3 separate regions of the Mus musculus genome follow, and all the other regions are linked to region 2. Evidence: chromatin contacts called from public Hi-C and promoter capture Hi-C data. All regions are on one chromosome and are shown on one strand. Each heading gives the region's core, a stretch centred on a gene start, on an enhancer-like site or on the middle of the called end of the contact. The rest is flanking DNA. Distances are from core to core; before and after follow the strand shown. Region 1 holds the start of Gpr6 (G protein-coupled receptor 6). Region 2 overlaps Ddo (D-aspartate oxidase). Region 3 has its middle 36 kb from the start of Gm48057.

Region 1 (4,697 bases), core at 1,769-4,268, 420 kb before region 2:
TATGTCATCTTCAGGTCAAAGTTTCAAGAGAAAAGATTTTGGTCACCAGTCAAGCAAAGGATGGGTGATCCATGCTCCTCCGATCTGCTGTATGGGACAAGGGGTGGACTGTAGTGGAACATGGTGTGTTATTTACAGGCTGAACATTCTAGTAGACCCTTGCAAGAGCAGGATCTTGTGTATGATCAATAGGTAAGGTAGACAATTAATTATATCTAATATACACACATATAATAACTATAACATTTTTTCTTTCCTATCTATCTCCCAAAAGATGAGATGGGGAGAGAGAGAGTTAAAAGAATGTGTCCTATCTGGTCTCAGACCTACGTCTAAGAAAGAACTCCATGACCTAAAGGCAGTTCACCAACCTTCCTCTGCAGTCATGAATCATATCTCATGAGCCATCTTACCCTGATAGTGGCTTGAATACAATTGGCCCTCATGGATTCATATATTTGAATGCTTAGGGAGTGACATTAGGTTGTGCGGCCTTGCTGAAAGTGTGTCCTTCTCCAGCACCCTGCTTCCTGCCATGATGACAATGGACTAATCTCCAAAACTGTAAGCCAGCCCCAATTAAATGTTTTCCTTATAAGAGTTGCCATGCCAAAACAAAGTCAATGAGATGATAACCAATAATATTCAGCTATACTCTCAGATTGATGCCTAACTCAGTTGTCAGAGAGGTTTCATCCAGCAACTGATGGAATCAGATGCAGAGACCCACCACCAACAAACATTAGGTGGAGTTCAAAAATTCGTGCTGAAGAGGGGGCTGTGAGGATCAGAGGAGCCAGAGGGTCAAGGAATTCCACAAGAAAACCCACAAAATCAACAAACCTGGACTCATAGGGGCTCACTGAGATTTAATTAATAATCAGGGAGCCTGCATGGGTCTAACCTAGGCCCTCAGGATATCTGTTATAGTTGTGTGGTGTGGTGTTTTTGTGGGACTCCTAACAGAAGGAGCAGGGACTATTTCTGATGCTTTTGCCTGCTTTTGGGTCCCTTGTCCTCGTGCTTGGTTGCCTCGCCCAGCCTTAATATGAGAGGAGGTGCCTAATCTTAGTGAAACTTGATGTGCCACGTTTGGTTGATATCCCTGGGAGGTCTGCCCTTTTCTGAAGAGAAACAGGGGAGTGGATGGGGAGGGAGGAGGTGGAAGGGAGAAGGAGGAGGTGAGGGACAGAGGGGTAAGGTTAGCTCAGATCCATTCTCTGTAGGCTGGCTGTGAAACTGTAACAGACTTGAACCTCTCCTGCCAGGCATGTGCATCTTTTGGCATTGCAACAGTGTTATCATTTATGATGTTCATGCTTAAGAACCACGTGATCAAGCTCCAAGGGGAAAAAAATCTCACACACACACACACACACTCATAATAAGATTTTGTGTTGGCCTGGCCACGAGTGAGGATTTGAGCCTGTACCAGACAGAATCATTTGCAAACTTTGCAGTCATCGTGCTACGGCAGCGGTTTGACAGTTCAGTCGACAGCTCTGAAGCAAAGTTCTTGGCACTGACATGACAGTCTTCCACTGAAACTCAGAAATGTGAAGCTTCACTGAGTTTTATGTTCATGACAATGGTGGAATGTGTTAAGTCTCAAAACCCCCCAAATGGTGGGTAAATTCATGCATAGCCCAGCATTGGCTGTTGCCATGAAGAACTGGGCATTCTTAGGCATGAGCCATCTCCCAGGTAAGTTCAGGTGCACTGAGGCAGGAGCAGGGGTGGTTTGGGAGGTCCTGTCTATAAAGTAGCCAACACAAGCATCCCTATGCTCCCCCAGACTATGGGCCTGCTGAGTCTCAGTCTCTCTCTCTCTCTCTCTCTCTCTCTCTCTCTCTCTCTCTCTCTCTCTCCCTCCTTTCCTTTCCCCCCTCCTTTATATGCACTGGCTGGGAGGAGGCAAGAAGCACCTACAATGTATGTTGCTTTTTTTTCATGTAATGTGTGAAGGCCACAGCAGTGGCCCCAGTCCAGCCTTGTAATAGCAGTGTGTATTCATTTCTTTTAGAGCCTCTTACAGAGTCAGCTGCGTTAGCTTTTGGCCCAAGTACAGCTATTGGAGATTCTGTCTCGTTACAAAGGAAAGAGACAAATACTTGCATTTTTACTGACAAACCAAAACACCTTTGAACCAAAAGGGTGATTTATCTGGGCTGAAAATAAAACCCGTGCCTACTGAAGTCTTGTGCAGCTGACTTATCACTATTTTGGTCCTATAATTTGTTTTATAAGGTAGTAATTAGCAGGGCAAAGTCTGTTGCCAGGAAAGTAAATCACATTTTGCTGTTTTCTTCTTTTCTAACAAGACACAGACCTTGTCTTCAGTTAAAGAGCAGTTGCAAGGGCACCAGCAAGAAGGGCAGAGATCAGATAGTGGTGGAACCTGCAGGGGAGGGCTCAGAAAGATGACGGGGACGGGGACGGTGGGGGGGGGGGAGGATTCCTCGGGTAAATCTCTGGAAAAAGAAACGGTTTCCAGTCTTGTCCTTTTATCTTGTCTTTTTTCTCGGCTCTGTGTTTCTTCCCTGGCTATAGCCAAGTGGCACAAACGCTATAAACACTCTTACAAAGAGAACTTCTCTCTCTCTCTCTCCTTTACAGATGCCCCAACCGCCCCTTCTCCGTGGCTTCTTCGTTTCAGTGGTCCTTGGCTCTGGCCTTTGCTATGTGGCTTATTGTCACTCACCCCTCGCCTTCCTTTTCCAGCTCACCCTCTTTCGCCTGGCCTCAGGCTCTCTTCAATCCTTTCTCTCTCTCTCCTCTCAGCCCCATCCCATTCCTGGAGGTATCTGGACTGGTAGAGACTCTGGCTTCTCCTTCCTTCTGGATCTCTCTGAAATGTTTCTGTGAGGGGTGGGGAAATGTCAAGAAGGATTGGCCTGGCGGGTGTGGCTAGTAATGCACTGAAACCAGAACCCAGAGCCTGACGTCACCGGACCCCGCCTGTCAATCTCGGGCAGGCGCGCAGCTCGCAGCTCGCAGCCTGCCATCTCTGCCACTGCCTCTCACTCGCAGCGAAGGTGGCTCAGCGACAGGCGACCAGTACTTTCCTCTTTGACGCGGGGCAGCCTTCTGCAGGCAGCTGCTCGGACCGCGCAGGGAGGATAGCCAGGCACACAGCCGCGGAGCGCATGACCAGAGACTCCCGGGATCCCTGACTCCCCAGGTGAGCAGCGGGCTCCTAAGGGTACTTTGAGCTTCTGGGGAAGGCGAGGGGGTAAAAGGCAGTCCTGGAGTGAGTCCGTCCAGGAGTCAAAGAATTGGAGCAAGGCTTGACCACTGCACCTTAGCAGATTCCCCCCTTAGCCTTTCAATCCCCAGTTCCAGACCTGGGGTCTCTGGCTCTCAAACTTCTCTTTCAGGACCGCGGACAGCGGCTTTGCCCAGCTCAGGCTTGCAAAGAGATGACTCTCTAGGTTGATTTGTTTTAGGGTGTTCATGCATGCTAGTGCGTAGTGGAATCTATCTATGCACCTCTGCCAAAGCTCAGAAACCCCGTATATTCCGTTCATTCATTCACTCAACAGGTGCTTATTTATTGGGGTTCTCACTTTTCCCCCACTTCCCCCACTGCGCTCCGTGCGTGTTCCTGAGGTGAGATAAGCAATTTAAGTGAAGCAGTTAGAGCGGGGAAAGTTCATCGGTAGCTTGGGCAGTGCACCTGACAATCTGCGGTCCCTTTTGTGCAGGGAGCAACATCTAGCGGCGATGAACGCTAGCGCCGCCGCGCTCAACGAGTCCCAAGTGGTGGCAGTAGCGGCCGAGGGAGCGGCAGCTGCGGCTACAGCAGCAGGGGCACCGGACACCGGCGAATGGGGACCCCCAGCAGCATCCGCAGCGCTGGGAGGCGGCGGCGGACCTAACGGGTCACTGGAGCTGTCTTCTCAGCTGCCAGCAGGGCCCTCGGGACTACTGCTTTCGGCAGTGAATCCCTGGGATGTGCTGCTGTGCGTGTCGGGAACTGTGATCGCAGGCGAAAATGCGCTGGTGGTGGCGCTCATCGCGTCCACTCCCGCGCTGCGCACGCCCATGTTTGTGCTCGTGGGTAGTCTGGCCACTGCTGACCTGTTGGCGGGCTGTGGCCTCATCTTACACTTCGTGTTCCAGTACGTGGTGCCCTCGGAGACTGTGAGCCTGCTCATGGTGGGCTTCCTGGTGGCGTCCTTTGCCGCCTCAGTCAGCAGCCTGCTTGCTATCACAGTTGACCGTTACCTGTCTTTGTACAACGCGCTCACCTACTACTCGCGCCGGACCCTGTTGGGCGTGCACCTCTTGCTAGCAGCCACCTGGACAGTGTCCCTCGGGTTGGGGTTGCTGCCTGTTCTAGGCTGGAACTGCTTGGCCGACCGCACGTCCTGCAGCGTGGTGCGCCCCCTGACACGCAGCCATGTGGCGTTGCTCTCTACTTCCTTCTTCGTGGTCTTTGGCATCATGCTGCACTTGTACGTGCGCATCTGCCAGGTGGTCTGGCGCCACGCCCACCAGATCGCTTTGCAACAGCATTGCCTAGCACCGCCCCACTTAGCAGCCACCAGAAAGGGAGTGGGAACTTTGGCCGTGGTGCTAGGCACTTTTGGGGCCAGCTGGCTGCCCTTCGCCATCTATTGTGTGGTGGGTAGCCAAGAGGACCCGGCCATCTACACTTATGCCACCCTGTTGCCTGCCACCTATAACTCCATGAT
Region 2 (4,929 bases), core at 15-2,514:
AGTGAAATCTTCTTAGAAATAAAGACCAGTTATGGGTGGTTTATTTCATGTGCTAATTGCCTGGGTTACAAGCACCCAAATAGCTGGTCGAATGTGGACATGGGTGTGGATATGGGAATGTCTCCAGAAGAGATGAGCCTTTGATTTAGTTCCCTCCTTCTACTGTGGGTTCTGCTGTGGGTCCTGGAAGATGAACTTCGGTTGTCAGGTGCTGGCCCCTGTCTGCTTCTCCCCCTCAGGGTAGCGAAGCCTGTGGTGCATCAGGCTGAATTGGAGGAAGAGAAGCTCAGAAGGACCTGGGTACGTGCAGGCAGTATCTTGATCAACTGCAAGTGTGCAAAGAACACGCACATGCGGGAACAGCTTCAGAGAACTGTTTCCGTTGATTGGGGGAGCAAAGGCTATTTAAACCTTTGGGGGTGGGTAGGGGCTATAGGCATATGTATATCATTGGTCAGAGCCAGGGTTCTGGAAATGCCTCATTTGCACAAAGAGGAATACATGACCTTATAAGACAAAAGGAAGTTTGCCAGGCTAAGTGGGGCAAAGATGGGGGTGGAGATGGGGGCACAGGACTACATATGCCAGGACATGTAGGCCCAGGAATGGAGTGGGAGAGATCCTACTCCTGTCAGTTTCGGGATGAGATTTTCAGGGTTTGGACAGGCTTTGACTCCACTCTTGCTCCAGGCCTGCTCCTTCTGGTACCACGGTTCTCTGACCCACAGTCAGGTTTGAGTGGCAAATGCTTTTATCCACTGAGCTATTTTACTGACCAGAGATGATGACTGAGTTCTGAAGTGTGGCATGAGACAGCCAGTGCAGGCCTGAATGGATGGAAGGGGGGGTGGGGGGGATGAATCTCTTCTCTGCCGGAACTGGGCTGTCTCCTGACCTTCACACCCAGACTGGAGCTGCCCTGGTTCTCAGGCTTCAGGCCTGGACTAGAGCTGAACCACTTGCTTTCCTGGATGAAGGTGGAGAGTTCCATCATCTGCAAAATGGAGATCTTAGAGCCATCTGCTCAGCCTCCATGATCACATGATCTGTCATGGCCCCCTTATGATAAATCTCTATAGAGCTGTATGTTGGCTTTATTTCTTTGAAGAATGCTGACTAATATACCAGCCAAAAGAAAAATGAGGGCTAGTTCTTTAATGCTTGTGTGGGAGTCGGCCTGAATCCCTTGCATTTGGCAGGTACTCAAAGAAGGCAGAGGAGTTAGAAAGCTTTGGAATAGAAGAGGGGGAAGGCATCAGTAATGTGCTGATTGGAGACCTTCCACATGGGAAACGGCAAGCAGGCCCACAAAGACAGACATCCACAATCACTGGATAGTGGTGCATATTTTGATTCCTTGGGTTGATCCAAATTTAGAAGGAAAGACAAAATTAAGGAAGATCTTGGTTATCAATCATGCTCTGAGCATTTTGTGTCAATCCTTACAGAAGTATTGTTTAGGTTTCTGGATTGGAGCCATGCAAGTCTGACACACAGCAGGCTGGTTTCCTGTGCTGCATCTTGGGGGATGATTCCCTGGACAGAAGGCTGCAGGTCATGGCTCAGACCTCTGTTGTCTTACGTGTGCAGGCTGTTGTCCATGTGTATAGTCTACCTCTCATCTTTCAGACAGGCGCTGTCTCTCAGCAGCTAACCTCCAGCTGTTGAGGTAATTTCCAGCATTTCTAGAGAGCCATTACAGGAGATAGCTAATTCTCACAGGCCGCCTTCTCCAGAGTGCATAAGGATGAACCTGCTGAAGCCAGCACACTCTCCCAGCTCTGCAACATGGTGGCAAGGGAGAATGGGAGGGAAGGTAAGCTTATAGCAGCAGCAGTAGCTCTAAGGGAAAGGCTCAGTCAGAGCCCTGTGGACAGCTCTAAACACACACTAATGCCGCTGCACCTCCTCCTCCTTCACCCCTTGTCTTCGAAATTCTGCTGTAACAGAGCAAGGCTGAGCAACAGGATCCACCCCCACCCCCACCCCCACCCTTAACTCCCTATGTGATCTTAAGATGCAGCCCAGAAGGGCAGCTCATGACCAACATGAATAATATCCTTTGAGAAATACCAAGGAAGCCTTCAGCAATTAGTGACAATGAAATCGGGGCAGGTAGCCAGGACGCCTCTGATCTTTCAGTCTTACAGTGTGGAGCTTTAGAGATATAAAATGGGTGTGAAACTGAGCCAGAATGGCAAACAGGAAGAGGTCATGGAGTGTGGGAGACTTGAGATGCAAAATGCAGAGGCTGGGCATCCACATGGTGCAAGAACCGGATGAGGAGACATTTAAAGCACGTTCGAGCCACATGGTGTCCCAGCACTGAGGGGCTGTAGACCCAGGTCCCCACCCCTACCCAAGGTGCTGTTTACAGTCGACACCTGATGGCAAAGTGGAAGTCAGTGTTCTCCATTGGTGTGGCACTCCACATATCAACCACACTCCACGGCATGCCCAGGCGTACACAATGAATTCTGTAGCTTCGAGTTTTGCTTGGGTTACTTTTTTTTTTAAATGGGCTTTTTGGTTTTGTCCATTTATTTTAGGTTTTTGGGGTTTTTTGGATTTTTTTGTCTTGTTGGGGGTTTGAGGGGGTTACACTTTTTTCATTTTTGAGTTCTTGTGGGTGTTTTAGGTTTTTTGAGAGAGACCATAAAGGTGTGGGGATAGGGAAGTGAGGAGAGTCTGAGTTGCCTAGGAAAGGGGGAAGCATGAGAAAGTACATTGTATGAAAAATGTGACTTGCCCCGTGAGGGACAAGACTCCCGCTGTATCAAGTGACACCCTTTGTTTTTATTTGTAACCATTAAAAAGGTTACCTTGTCATGTTAAGATGCCAGTTTTTCATGCTACATTTCCCATGCAGTGCACATGTTCTAAATTGATGTAAATACAGGCATTTCTTGTCTACTTTAAATAGAGTTCAGAATAGTTTAATTTTGGCCATAGGAACTCTAGTCTCCACAATAAAAAGAAAAAGAAGGAAGAGAACAAGGAAGAGGAGAAGGAGGAGGAGGAGGAAGAAGAGGAGGAGGAAGAGAAGAGAAGAGAAGAGAAGAGAAGAGAAGAGAAGAGAAGAGAAGAGAAGAGAAGAGAAGAGAAGAGAAGAGATCACACACACTTCCTTATTTTATTTTTATTTTATTTTATATCTTGTCATTTCTAAATTTTCAGATGCTCTGGTTTATTTGAGATTGATACAACATCGCCCCCTGGTGAAAATTAATAGAAATGAGACTGCTTGATTTAACAAGAATTTTTGTAGCCCATTAAACACTGTTTGGTATGAAACCCCAGCTCAGTGCTCTCTTCAAACAAAATCGCACACGAAACCTCAACAAAAACGCAAACACAAGCTTCTTGTCCATAAGTTTTATAATGTTTTTAAAAGATTTATTTAATTCCTCTGTGTGTGTGTGTGTGTGTGTGTGTGTGTGTGTGTGTGTGTACCTACAAAGGCCAGAAGAGTATGTTGGAAACCCTGAAGCTGTAGTTACAGGAGGTTGTAGGCACTTCATGGGCACTAGGAAACAAACTCTTGTCTGCTGGAAGAGCAACAAGCAATCTTAATTGTTGAGCCATCTCTCCAGCCCTGTCCCTATACTTATGGCCAATCGTAAGACTCCTAGGAGGTTCAAAACAGGCTTTATTATTCAACAACAACAACAAAAAAGTACTTCTCTCCAAAATGTAATGACATCCCTGCTCCAGGATTGCTTACTTCAGTGAACAATCTTCTCCCAGGCCAAAAACCCTCCCGAGGACCTACAATGAACCCGGGACGGTAAAGGTTCTGAGTAGCCTGAAGTTAGGGAGCCAGGTAAAATTATTCAACTCAGCAATTCTCAAACTTACATTATCACAAGACATATTCCCTTTCTCCCCAATACTTGCGACATGAACACTTTGTGTCGTATGTCATTTAAAAAAATGATTGTTTCGTCTCCATTAGCAAATTAGCTCCTAGGTCGCATAGACGATTCAGTCTCCAACAGTGCTCATTCACTGCGCAGTCAGCAGCTCTTGATCATTTGTGGTAATGAAGTATGCAGCCTCCACGATTGCTATGGTAAATCCCTCCTGGCAGCTTGACAAGATAGGGGATTGCTTAAGACAGACGTAAAGCCCGCCCTTTGGGTGGGGCTGAAGGTGTTTCTAGATATGGATGACCTAATCGATGACTCAATCCATGGACAGATTTGAGAATTAAATGAACTGTTGGGAGATGGTAGAGGTATAGGAGGAAAGTTGGGACGGGGAGTAGACAACTGGGAATGAGCGCTTAGACACTGTCACCCCATCTGCCCTGCTACCTGTTCACACTGCTTTCTTGCAGATGTGAGTTGAACAGCTCTGTTCTACAAGGCCCTCCCTGGCGCTATGGGCTGCAGCTATGAACAATGCTTTAGGTTGTTTCTGTTAGGTGTTTGGTCCCAGAAACAACAAAACAGACACAAAGTTGCTCCAAAACTGGCGCAGCCTTCGAGGGCAACTCCACCTCTGTCAGCTACCATGAATACCAGCTGGCGTGAGGAAGCTGCTGCTGCCTACCCTCGGTTAAATACCGGGGGTCCACACTGTGTGGTCCCATCTAGTGGGATGATAACTTCCTCTGTTGGCTCTATGACCTGAGAGGATCATGCACAGCTCTAGGGCTGACAGGGAGCCAAGTATATTTCTCACACATTAATCTTCTCTTATGTGCTTATGTGCTTCTGAGCCAAAAATACGAACTCCCTATCGCTTACATCATTCATATAAGTTAGCATTCGATCCTCCCCAAATCTACCCCATAGAACAAGTATTTTTAAATAGCACATATTTTGACAAAAACCGAGCTTTGTGTTCTGTGTCATTACTGACAAGCTTTCTAAGTCTACTGATACTCATTGCGTAAAAACAAAGAAGGTCAGACTCAACGTTCAA
Region 3 (4,854 bases), core at 955-3,454, 350 kb before region 2:
CACACTCTCATACCTGCACACACAATTCATACATGCACACATGCTCACAATCTCACACACACACACATGCACACACACACACTCACATGCACTCACTCACACGTACACACATGCATACACACTCATACACACATGCATGCACTCTCACGTACACTCTCACACACACATGCACACACTCATACACATATGCACACATTCTCACACACATGCACACACACATTCATACATGCACATATGTGCACAATCTGTCACACTCATACTCACACATGCACACACATGTGCACATCCTCATACACATTCACACTCATACACTCTCACACATACCTACACTCTCTCTTTTGCTCTCACTCCTTCAACCCTTTCCCCTCTAACTCCTCTTCTTCCCCCTCCTCCTCTTCCCCCTCTTCCTCCTCCTCCCCCTCCCAATTCTCCTCCTCCACATGGGGTCTCATGGTGTTACCCAGGCTGCCATCAAACTTAGGCTCCAGCTCTCTTCCCTTCTTAGCCTCTTGAGTAGCTGGAACTACAGGCAAGGCTCACATACTAGTCTATTATATCATTCTTGTACACAGCATAAAATGTTCTTCATAGGGGCTGGGAGATTATTCAATGGGAAAGGGTGCTTGTGTGAAAGCAAGAGGACCTGGGTTCAAATCTGACGTGGCTTTCTTTGTGTGTCAGCAAACCCAGCACTGGGGGGGTGGGGGGGAGGAGGGAAGCAAGTAAGATTATTGTGAGCCAGGAGGTTTCTGGCCAAAATGTAGTATTTTACATTCAGGGAAAGGCGCTGTTGGTAAAAACAAAACGACAATAATAATAGATAAAGAAAGACACCAGACATCTTCCTCTGGGCTCTGTATGTCCATATGTGGGCATGCACCTTGTGTAAAAACGTTTCTTTAAAAAATGTTATTCAAAAAACTTACTATTTCAATAATCTTTCAGTACTCTCCAAAAGAGTACTGAAATACAGGCAGCATTTTTTTCTACTCCTGTCATCAAAAAATGATGATGATGACGACGACGACGACGATGACAACAACGCTTAGAAAGGTCCATCTCCTGTGTCTGCTGATTTCAGGCAGCAGTGTCGGAGAGCCAAATCAGCTATTTTATACTCAGTATCAGGAGAGTGAGGCAAGAAGTGAGGTCTGGGGTCTGAGGTGGAGAAAGGAAAAGTGTTCTGATAAACGTTTGTGCAGCAAGGGCTGCAGAGGAGCTGAGGGACAAACCGCAAGAGGAATTCATCAGCAAACATATATTGTGCCTTCATCCACAGTCCAGGGCAGCTGCCCCCAAACCTTGTAGACCTTGTATGGTTGGTTGTAGGGTCCTGCGTCTGCTCCTCCACAGGGCATGCCTGCTTGAGGAGGAGGAATGAGGGAGTTTACCCCACAATGTCGCCAGGCGGGTGTTGGGCCATAGGGCATCCCTGGGACACCGCTCTGGGGTTGGGGAAGCACAGTCTGAGGTGCAGGACAGCCAGAGCTGGCTGGGGGTCCCTGAGCCAGCGACAATGAAGCCTGGTTCTCAGGTTCTTGGACACCCAGGCGCTGCTGGGCGCCGCGGAGGAGCTGAGAACAGTGTCCCGCAGTGGCAGGGGGAGCTGCGGCTGGTCCCATGGGGTGAGTCCTTGGCTTGTCACCGGTTGGCTTGAGCTTGGGCTTGGTGGAGGCTGTGGCTGGGAGCACAGAGAGGCCTTCTATGAGAGATTAGATGGCGACTCTGTGGACGAAGGCCTTCTCCATGGCTCTCCACGACCGATCTTGATGAAAAGAGGCAGTCTATAGTTTTGTTTTGTTTTGTTTCAAACTTTTTTAAAAAATTTATTTATTTAATGTATATGAGTACAATGTTGTTGTCTTCAGACACACCAGAAGGGGGCATTGAATCCCATTATAGATGGTTGTGGTTGCTGGAAATTGAACTCAGGACCTCTGGAAGAGCAGTCAGTGCTCTTAACCATCTCCAGCCCCTAATCCATGGTTTTAAGATGTTTACTGTCATGGTGGAAAGTGGATGAGTAAAACCGTATCTCACTTCTCAGGGTGAGCCTGAGGTTAAATACTTTTTGCAGGGAAGAGTGTCTGGGAAGGAAGGCTTATTGGCTAAGCCCTCCAAGCCTGTAATACTCATTACTATGGAGATCTGCCTTGAGCCTACGTGACCACAGGTCACGTCTTCTACAAGTGGAGAGGCTTGGGTCAGTGCACTGATGGTCACAAATCTATGAGAGGCCGCGGCTAGTGACAGGGGCTTGGTGCCGGGGAATCAGGCGAAGCGACTACAGTCTCTTCAGAATTTGCGGGGTTTCAATCCTTAGCCCAACCGGGGACCAAGCTACGTTTCATGGTCCCACAAGACCCTATCAAACCTCCAAAAAAAATGAGATGCAGAGAAGCCGGAATCCAGGGACACCATGAAAAAGATGAAAATTCGTATCACTCAGACCCAGAGAAGGTGCCACCCACACCAGACAGTGTACATTCCTCGAACCTTTTACAGGGCATTGATGCTGACTGGGAGGCAACCCGCTTCGGAAGAGATGAGAGGCACAGACTCGGCCTTTCACTGACTGATCTGTTCCTCTTTCCAAGCAGTCCTTCCCCAGTGGTGCAGCCTAGCCGCTGGCGGCCTTCCAATTAATCTGAAATCTGCTTCCTCTGAGAATTCCCTTCAAAAAGCAATTTGCATTTTATTAATGAATTCACAGAGACCAAAAGCCTTCCAGAAATTAGCAGTCCGTGCAGGCATCTGGGGGATGGGAAACCAGGCTGGTTCTGAGGAGAGAAAGCCAAAGTGACTGAAAATGGAAGGCAACAAATAGTATTGATAGATGGGGACAAGACAGCCTGCTCCAGGGAACAAAACAGGGTAAATACGTGTGCTTTCAGCACAAAATACAAAATGATACTCAGAAAAAAGACCGGATGGCAGTATTTTAAATGGCTAAGCAATGGTATGGGCTAACCTGACACCACCTCGCTTTTTTTTTTTTTTTTTTTTTTGGTTTTTCAAGACAGGGTTTCTCTGATAGCCCTGTAGACCAGGCTGGCCTTGAACTCAGAAATCCGCCTGCCTCTGCCTCCCAAGTGCTGGGATTAAAGGCGTGTGCCACCACGCCTGGCTAAAAGGTTATGTTCTTAAATTAAGCTAATTAACCCATTTTGGCTTTTAAAGATTCATCTTTAATCTTTATTACATGATGAGGCATCCTGAAAACAATTTGAAAAATGATAGTTTTCTTAAAAAAAAAAAAACTTAGCACAATTGCAAATTCAGTCAAATTGATGAGGTAGAGCTGAAAGTTTCTCAAAATGTTTAATTACCTCGGCAGGAGGGCACGAAGTCCCACCCCTAACCGCGGAGCTGCTGGGAACTGGTCAGATGCTGGGAGAATCAACCTTGCTCCAGGGCGTGGTCCCACACACACATGACTATTTGCTTAGCACAAATTTGAATTAGTGTTTCTTGTCAGTTGTCATGACTTTAAAGGGGCACTGAGCTGGGTGGGTAGGGGGAGGTGGGAGTGGGGAGAGATGGAGAGTAGTGAGGAGTGTGATCAAAATACATTGTTTGAAATTCTCAAATAACTAAATAACTAACAGAGTATCATTTAAAAATATTTAAATGACCACAACTCAACCGTTAATGAGTTCACACTACTTAGTCATTCATTTAAAAACTGCATCTCTCTCTCCTCTTTTTCTTCTCTCTCTCCCCCTCTCCCTCTCCTCTCTCCTCTCCCCCTCTCCTCCTTCTCCCTCTCCCCCTCCATTCTCCTTCCCTTCCTCCCCCTCTCCCTCCCCTCCCCCCCTCCTTGTCTTCTCTCACCACTTTCACAAGGATCCTAATCCTCATCATAATATAGATGGTCTTGTCTGATTATAATCAAACTTAGAACGTTTATACTTCAGTAGAAACGCAGTTTGGTTTTTAGCTTCTTTCCTGGGCTAATGATAGGAACTACAGTGTTGACTCTTGCAGCAGCAGCAGCAGCAGCAGCAGCGATGGCTGCAGTGGTGACAGCAGTGGTGGCAGGTTCGAGCGACAGCTGCCAATATCACCTGTGCTCAAGAAGCAGAAACAGCTGGGGCCCACAGTGCACTACTACTAACTATTAGGCTCAGGAGGGGAAGAAGTTATATGCATTTTCTGTTTCCATTTTTCATGTATGTATGGTATGCATATATGTATGCATGCTTTAGCATGAGCATGAGTGCATATGTATGTGGGTATCTGTGCACATGTGTGTGCCTGCATGTATATGTCAGGAATAATCTTCAATTGTTCTTATATCTTCATTGATGGACTCTTAATCAAGGATATGGGCAGTTTTGCTAATGAGTTTGCTTTGGAGATAGCTCTGTCTCTACCTTCTGAGGCTAGAATTATATAGGCAGGCTATTGTGTCCATCCAGCAGTTATTGAGTTTCTGGACCTCTGAATTCCAGTCTTATGTTTGTGTAGTATATATGCTGGCTGGTCATCAGAAAGAAAGGAGCCTCAGTTGAGGAAATGCCTCTATAAAAATCTAGCTGTAGCTGGGCAGTGGTGGTGCACGGCTTTAATCCCAGCACTTGAGAGGCAGAGACAGGCAGATTTCTGAGTTCGAGGCCAGCCTGGTCTACAGAGTGAGTTCCAGGACAGCCAAGGCTATGCAGAGAAACCCTGTCTCAGAAAAACAAAACAAAACAAAACAAACAAAAACAAAACAAACCAACCAAACAAACAAAACCTAGCTGTAGGGCATTTTCTTAATTAGTTATTGATGGGGACTGTCCTAGCTCATTGTGGATAGTGCCATCTCTAGGCTGGTGGTCCTGAGTTCTTTAAGAAAGCAGGCTGAGCAAG

The links. Promoter capture Hi-C pulls out the DNA fragments that hold promoters and counts their contacts. Hi-C and Micro-C count contacts between places; a contact is called where the count stands out from the background.
Region 1: a contact with region 2 is called in a promoter capture Hi-C map of hippocampal neurons, with 4 times the contacts expected there. The contact joins the promoter of Gpr6 here to the enhancer-like site in region 2. A contact is called at or near these places in 16 of 39 promoter capture datasets (the 3T3-L1 cell line, the C10 cell line, the HPC-7 cell line and 8 more), 3 of 484 Hi-C or Micro-C datasets (the N1E-115 cell line, cerebral cortex and cortical neurons), 2 of 115 datasets of contacts at active chromatin or transcription factors (embryonic forebrain and embryonic stem cells) and 1 of 9 other capture datasets (embryonic stem cells).
Region 3: a contact with region 2 is called in a Hi-C map of cortical neurons. The contact joins two enhancer-like sites. A contact is called at or near these places in 11 of 39 promoter capture datasets (the 3T3-L1 cell line, 3T3-L1-derived adipocytes, the C10 cell line and 7 more), 3 of 15 datasets of contacts at CTCF or cohesin (the NIH/3T3 cell line and stem cell-derived epiblast-like cells), 84 of 484 Hi-C or Micro-C datasets (the 3T3-L1 cell line, 3T3-L1-derived adipocytes, the AML12 cell line and 38 more), 5 of 115 datasets of contacts at active chromatin or transcription factors (astrocytes, embryonic basal ganglia, embryonic stem cells and 1 more) and 2 of 9 other capture datasets (adipose tissue and embryonic stem cells).

The regions. Positions count from the first base shown.
Region 1 is chr10:41,070,611-41,075,307 of GRCm38.p6, reverse strand. It overlaps Gpr6 (G protein-coupled receptor 6), which reads left to right and starts at 3,018. Exons shown (of 2, transcript NM_199058.2): 1 at 3,018-3,181; 2 at 3,705-4,697. The coding sequence starts at 3,724.
Region 2 is chr10:40,648,131-40,653,059 of GRCm38.p6, reverse strand. It overlaps Ddo (D-aspartate oxidase), which reads right to left. Exons shown (of 5, transcript NM_027442.5): 5 at 3,129-4,929. Among named protein-coding and RNA genes, the nearest start is that of Ddo, 21 kb to the right of the region's middle. Within about 2 kb of position 1,264, at least 5 of the 459 cell types and tissues checked have an H3K27ac peak or open chromatin away from gene starts, as enhancers often do. A contact at or near this core is called in cortical neurons and hippocampal neurons, where this site is marked.
Region 3 is chr10:40,996,346-41,001,199 of GRCm38.p6, reverse strand. No RefSeq gene overlaps it. Among named protein-coding and RNA genes, the nearest start is that of Gm48057, 36 kb to the left of the region's middle. Within about 2 kb of position 2,204, at least 28 of the 459 cell types and tissues checked have an H3K27ac peak or open chromatin away from gene starts, as enhancers often do. A contact at or near this core is called in cortical neurons, where this site is marked.